2 separate regions of the Mus musculus genome follow, and region 2 is linked to region 1. The links are chromatin contacts, called in public promoter capture Hi-C maps. All regions are on one chromosome and are shown on one strand. Each heading gives the region's core, a stretch centred on a gene start, on an enhancer-like site or on the middle of the called end of the contact. The rest is flanking DNA. Distances are from core to core; before and after follow the strand shown.

Region 1 (3,229 bases), core at 387-2,886:
AAATTCCCAACGGGTACGATTATGATGACAGCGCCTACTGCACACCTGAGGGGCTTATTTGTTCTTGGGTTCCTCAGCCCTCAAAGCCTTTAGGTCATAAACTCAGAAATGCATCCTTCCTTTTCGCTTTACAGTTTCCTCCATTCAATTGCTGTTCGTTCCTGCTCAATGCCTTCTCTTATGGAAGAGTTAATTGAGGGCGAGAACCATTAGGGAGGTGGCCAAAGAGGTGGTAGAACTGGATTTCAACCTGTGGCCTATACCCTCTGGCCAGATGTCTTCCAAAGATGCCATGCTGTCGTTAAATCTATTTATCCAATGATATAGTCTTCCATTCTTTCCAGCATAGCATGTACCTCACATACATTGCTGGCGTATAGTCACTTGCTGTTTTAAATAGGTCAGATAGATCTACATCTAATACTAACGTGTGTGTGTGTGTGTGTGTGTGTACATACATGTACATGGTTCATGTGTAAGGTCAGCATTTGGAGGTTAAAGGACAATTTTTGGGAGTAGGGTCTCTCTTTCTACCATGTGACGTCTGGGGGTTGAATTTAGCTTATCAACCTTGATAGCAAGCACCCTTACCCACTCAGTTATCTTGCCAATGCCAAAGCAATTTTATATACTATTTCATATAGACAGTAGTATTATTTTTGGTTCTTCTAGGGCATACCTGTGCCCCTAAGGCTTATGTCATCACTGAATCACATTTACCAAGGGGTAAACCTTTGGAGCATGAGAGTCATTAAGTTTTGGGCTGACTTTTTATTTATTTTTTTACTAACTAATATTTTAAGACAGGGTTTCTCTATGTAGTCCTGGCTGGCCAGGAACTGGCTATGTAGACTAAGTTGGCCTCAAATTTACCAAGATTTACCTATCTTTGCCTTCTGAGTGATGGGATTAAAGGCATGTGTCATCATGTTAATTTATTTTTATTTTTATCGGAGACAGGTCTTACAATGTAGCTCTGGCTGATTCGAATGTTCAGTTTTCTTGTCTCTGTCTCCTGGGCCCTGGGATTACAGGCGTGTGCCCAGCTGGCTTGTCTTTAATTGGATATTCTCTTTGGATTTGTTCAGGATCAGTTAACACCAGACTATTGGTAACAGTTTAGTTTTTTTTATCATAATTAGTCCTGTGTGAGAAAATTAGTGGCAAGAACTCTAGCAGTTCAAATGTAGACATCAAAGGATTCACCTGTGCATTTTGGACTTCTTTCTTAGAAAGAACCCCAGAACTACTACTGAAATGTTACCAAACACAGATTTAATAGTCTTCCAGGCACACCCTGTAGTTCCAGCACTCAGGAAACAAGAGGCAGGAAGATGACATGTTCTAGGCCAGCCTGGTCAACACTGTGAGAGCTACCTAATGAGACCCTGTCTCAAAGACTCTTAATCTGGGGTGATCGAATCATTTCCCTCATGCTTCCTTTTTGTTTTCCAGAACCAGCGAAGAGATCAAGGGTTGCACACACTGTTTGGTCTAACCCTAGAAGTGGTGTGGGGCTGACAGTCCCCTGCACAGACAGACAAGAGCTCCGCCTGCCGGTCAGGTCACCCGGCCAGAGCAGGCACGTCCTGGGACGCCTTTCCGCTCTCCCCAGAGCTCTTCCTGCCACATGCTGGCCACGCCCCTCGCGACTTCAGCTGGCCATGGCAGCAAGGCTGTGTACGCGTTGCCTCCCTCCGGTGTGGCTCTGCAGGTGCAAGCCCAACTCCCCCCCCCCCCGCCCCCCCCCCGGCCCCCTTACAGACCCCAGGGGTACTGCTGAGAAAACCAGCTCCCTTTTCTTTGTTGCAGGCAAGCCTGGCAGGGCCAAGGCCGGCACTACCGAGCTGCACTCTGCACCGAGTTGAAGCAGCCCCTGACCATTCAAGAGGTGGCTCCCCGCCCCGTCGGGCCACAGGAGGTAGGGTGACAAGCTTGACCCCGGGATGCCTCCTTGTATAGTTCAGAGCCTCTGACTTTCTCGGCCCAGCACTCGTGGGCTTCCTGCTTCGGTCAAAATCCTAGTTCCCAAGCGTAGGGGGCGACCAGAGGCTGGAGCGCACCCACTTTAGGTTGGAAGGTCAAGCCCTTTCAAGGTTCACGGAAAGGCTAGAAATGTCAAGGAAGCCCTCCCTCAAATCTCAAGCATAGGCCTCTCAGAGAGCTCCAGAGCCGTTGCCTTAGAAACTGTGTCTGATTTACACAGGACTTTACATAACAATACAGACAAAAGGACCCTTATCCTTTGCTTAGCCCCTCTTCAGGGTCAGTATCAAATTATGTACGGGTCCCCGAACCATTGCCCCCATCCCAATCTATCTCATGAAGAATACAAGCCTGGGCTCCTCTTATGTCCTGCTGTAATTTGGGATGAGATCCTTTTCCTGCCAGGAAATGTGGAAGTCACCTTGGCCTTGCCTGTTGACCACTTTGGTGACAGCGTGTGACACATATGTAGTAGAGAATGACAATTTGAAACAGGGTGGAGTACGCAAGAGTATCTTCATGTTAGGGGTCGCTCATGAGAGGCAGAGATGCAGCTACAGTTGTAAAGGTCACCCAAATGGGGCCTGTGGTTAAAACAGATTATTGGAAGAGAGGGTGATCACAGCCATTCAACTTCCCTCATCTTGAGTCATTCATTTCTGGGATAACACCATGTCATCCAGGCTGGAACTGAACTTACAGTCTTCTTGTGTCAGTCTCCGGAGTGCAGAAATGCCTCCCTACTCTTGGCTAAGTTGTTTTTAAACCAAGGTGGAGTGTCTTGAGGACAGTGGACATGCTATCCACCAGTCAATAAGTACTCCAGTTTTTGGATGCGGAGGCATGGGCTCCCCAGTTTTGCTGTTTGCATTGTAAGGAGCTAGCTTCTGAGAGTGTTTTTATGTTATTTTTCTTTGCCTTTAAATCCCTGGAGTTTGCAACGGGCCCTGGCATGTGGCACATACTTAAAGAACTGAGAAATGAATGATTTTGATAGATAAAGAATGGCTTCTAACCAACCCGCCACCTCTCCAGTAAACGTAAACACGTAGAGCACATTGATCTGGGATTCCAGCTGGCACCTTTTGGGATCCCCACCCTTGTGGGCTGCATTCTCTGATGAGCACCAGAGTTCTCTGGGCCTGTTCAGACAGGTTGCTGAGCCTCTCCTATCTTCCCATGTATGAGTCAGTATGGGGTGTGGCCTCAAAGTTGGAACTTCTTTTTTTTTTTTTTTTTTTTA
Region 2 (3,229 bases), core at 478-2,977, 2.6 Mb after region 1:
CAGTGATGAACAGCTCTTGGCAGTGACTATGAGAAAGCTATGGAAACCCACATATTCACTTCACTGGATTGCAGGTGTGTACCCACGAGATGTAATATAGAGATAGAAAGCGTAAGGAGAGATGCCTCGCATGAGCTAGCTATAATCCGTGTGACCAAGGGCTTCCAGAAAGAAACCAAGTAAGATCATCCCAAGTCCAGTCTCATAACCATCACACATGCACACATACACTTGCACATGCACACGCATACACAACACAACACATACCAGAAGCAATCCTGTGTTGGTAGCAGTGCATAATGTATTGCCAGTGGGAGGTAGAAGCCATAGTTTAAATGAAAGATAAAACTATAAAGGTATCTGTTGCTATTTATGTTGATGCTCAGGCAAATGTCTTGTACACAGTAGGTACTCATAACTGTGGATGGATATGCAATGATGCTAAGGATAACTTGTAATACCTCACAATTCAACCTGAGTGACCTACTCTTTTAAGACACGCCATTAACTGCTACAGAAGGTGAGGCAAGGCATTGAGACCAGGGTTGATTGACATATGTGCCCTGTGGTACCTGAAGCCATGCCACTTTCTGAGTGGAAGAGAGCCTTTCCTCCCCAGTCAAAGAAAACAAATTGCTTGGCATTTTGATTGTATTGTGGCCATGTTACAAAGGCAGAGAATTCCCAGCTTGGAAGCGATTATACTCCAACGGCTCATTTGCACATCTACTGGGGAGCTCTATAAATATTGTCCCCATGGAGACCATTATAGACAGTAGAAAAATCACTGTCTAATTAATGACATAGCCAAATTATGACATTACAGCAGCAAGAAAAAAATTCCCAAAATTGATGAGACTGTATGAATGTAAAGTTGTACTCTACTTGCTCAGCTGGGCCACCTGGTACTCATGTCTACTCCCGATGTGCTCCAGGCCCTTGGAGGGTAGCTACCTAATGGTGGCTACCTGGGCCTTCTAGCAGACAGTCACATTTCACCCGCTCATCCTACATCACCTCAATGCCACTAGGCACTCAAGCCTTCCACCCTCAGGCCTCTTTGACCAAAGCAACACTTCCTGATTCTCTGCCCCCTTGTCACATAGGGAGCTGGTTGTGGATTACCTGGCTGTCCTCCGCATGTCACAGAATGACCAGTCTTCTCCCCTTCTCTGCCAATTGGTACCCACCAGATGCTCTTCCCACTTCTCTCAGTTGCCCTAAGACAGAAGACTTGGGGGTAGAGGTGAAGACACAGCAGAAATGGGATGTCAGATAACAGTCTGCAAGGATGGATCGCCGGAATCAGGGACCATACAAATTACACGGTTTCCGTGACAACTGGCTGCCAGTTTGAATTAAGACAGCAGTCAGTTGTCCCTGATTGCCATAACAAAGCCCCTGACTCTGGACACAAGTGTACCTACTGCTTTCTAACCAAATAGACTTGAGCCAGTTCCTGACATAAACCATCCAGAAAGGCAGTTCCCAGTTGCTTCTATATCCTGGAATCCCAACCGTGACTGGATCACCTCTTCCTGTCGCAGACTCTCCGACAGCCTTGATAGAGCACTTAGGATGATACAGGGCCCATGAAGTGATAGGCCCTCCCATAGACACCAGAGAGCAGAAGCCCAAAGTATTGCTTGGTGCCCTGTCGCCCTGCCTCACCCTGACAATTCTTCTCATATTACTGCTTCTCCTTGCATCATGCCAATTCATTCCTTTATGACTCTACAGACACTGTTTCCCTTGGTCTATTCCAGAGTTGCCACGGATACAGTCCTAGGGTAAGGTGCTTGGGACTTGTGCCTACCTGATCCATCTGGGGACAGTAAGTTCATGAAGAACCTAAGAGGCCCCAGGGGGCTGGAGGAATGGCTCAGCAGTTAAGAGCACTTGTTGCTTCTGTAGAAGACCCAAGTACCAGACATGCATGTGGTACACATGTATACATGCAGGCAAACCACTCATACACATAAAATAAATCTTTTTCGAAAATTTGAAAAGAAGATGCATAAAGAAGAGACCTTCTCAACTGGCATGGACTTGGGCATTGGGGTTGTCCCCACCCACACTGGACTTCTGGCCTGCCTTAGTCACACTCAGAAACAGTCAGAGGGGTCTTTATCCAGTGTCCAATAGACTTTTTTTGATTTCTTGGGAAGAGGAAAAAGAACAGGAAGATGTAAAGAAAAGCCAGTCACTTTTTCAAGAAATGAATCGCTCATATGAATGATCGAAGCTGTACAGTATTTGTCAGTGTTTTGTTTTCTGTAAAATTCAAATACATATAAAAGTTTATTTAAATAAATGTTTTGAAAATGAAATCCTCCTCGCACGTTGGATTGAGTCACTGGCTTACCGCTGAGATATTATTCTCACACAGAATTGACAGAAGCAGAGGCTCTTCCTGCCTGGTCCCTGGCCTCCTAGAATCTCAGGTCTGAGGACCAGAAATGTGGCATCTCTCCCTTCTACGCAAAGCAGGCGACTTTGGAAGCTGAACTGAGCAACAACGGCTGCAGAAAACATACTGATGTTCCCTGGCGACACTTAGAAAACATTTCTCCACTGAAGTCCATGTCTTTCATAGGAAAAGGAAGAAATAACCTTTGGGTTAATCTGGTGCTAAGAAACAAAGGACCAAGGGACACAGATACCTGTGTCTATGTGCATGTATTTATATAAGCACATTTATCCTTTTTCTAAGTCAACCACAACTTTGCCCTAGTTAGAAAATGAAATGACTTGGATGCTCTTGATTCCTTTCCCAACAATGCTTACCTAGAGTGCGGGCCAACAGAAACAAGATGGTGAAATGTTCCCGACTGGCACTGCCCAATCTGGTACTATTAGCCACATGTGGCTCTGTTCATTAAAATTAAATTAGATTAAAAGTCCAGAGCTCAATTATGCCAGCCATATTTCAAGCACTCAATAGCCACCCTATGGCTAGGAACACCACCCTGAATGGCAGAGGCTAGCATCTTGTGGAAAGAGTAATTCAGTGTTAGTGAACAGCTGCGCTGTTTAACGGAAGCTTGAGAAGGAAGACCCACGGCGCAGCTGCACACTTCCTGTCTTGCCCAAGGCAGGCTGTTTCGCAGTTTCGGCTGATCCTTCAGCTTTTCTCCTATCACTACAAAGCTATGACAACCAGGGGACAGAGTATTTTCATTCAACCTGCTATTCAAGTCTCTAGAATATTGCGAAAGTTTCTGATGCA

Evidence for each region. Promoter capture Hi-C pulls out the DNA fragments that hold promoters and counts their contacts.
Region 2: a promoter capture Hi-C map of pre-B cells shows a contact between it and region 1, with 2.5 times the contacts expected there. The contact joins the promoter of 4930562F07Rik here to the promoter of Cryzl2 in region 1. A contact is called at or near these places in 2 of 39 promoter capture datasets (cranial neural crest and pre-B cells).

The regions. Positions count from the first base shown.
Region 1 is chr1:157,456,932-157,460,160 of GRCm38.p6, forward strand. Cryzl2 (crystallin zeta like 2) reads left to right here and starts at 1,637. Exons shown (of 10, transcript NM_001033284.2): 1 at 1,637-1,714; 2 at 1,813-1,921. The coding sequence starts at 1,665.
Region 2 is chr1:160,076,258-160,079,486 of GRCm38.p6, forward strand. 4930562F07Rik (RIKEN cDNA 4930562F07 gene) reads right to left here and starts at 1,728. Exons shown (of 3, transcript NR_038031.1): 1 at 1,672-1,728; 2 at 1,126-1,233. It overlaps 4930523C07Rik (RIKEN cDNA 4930523C07 gene), which reads left to right. Exons shown (of 3, transcript NM_001162896.1): 3 at 1-2,330.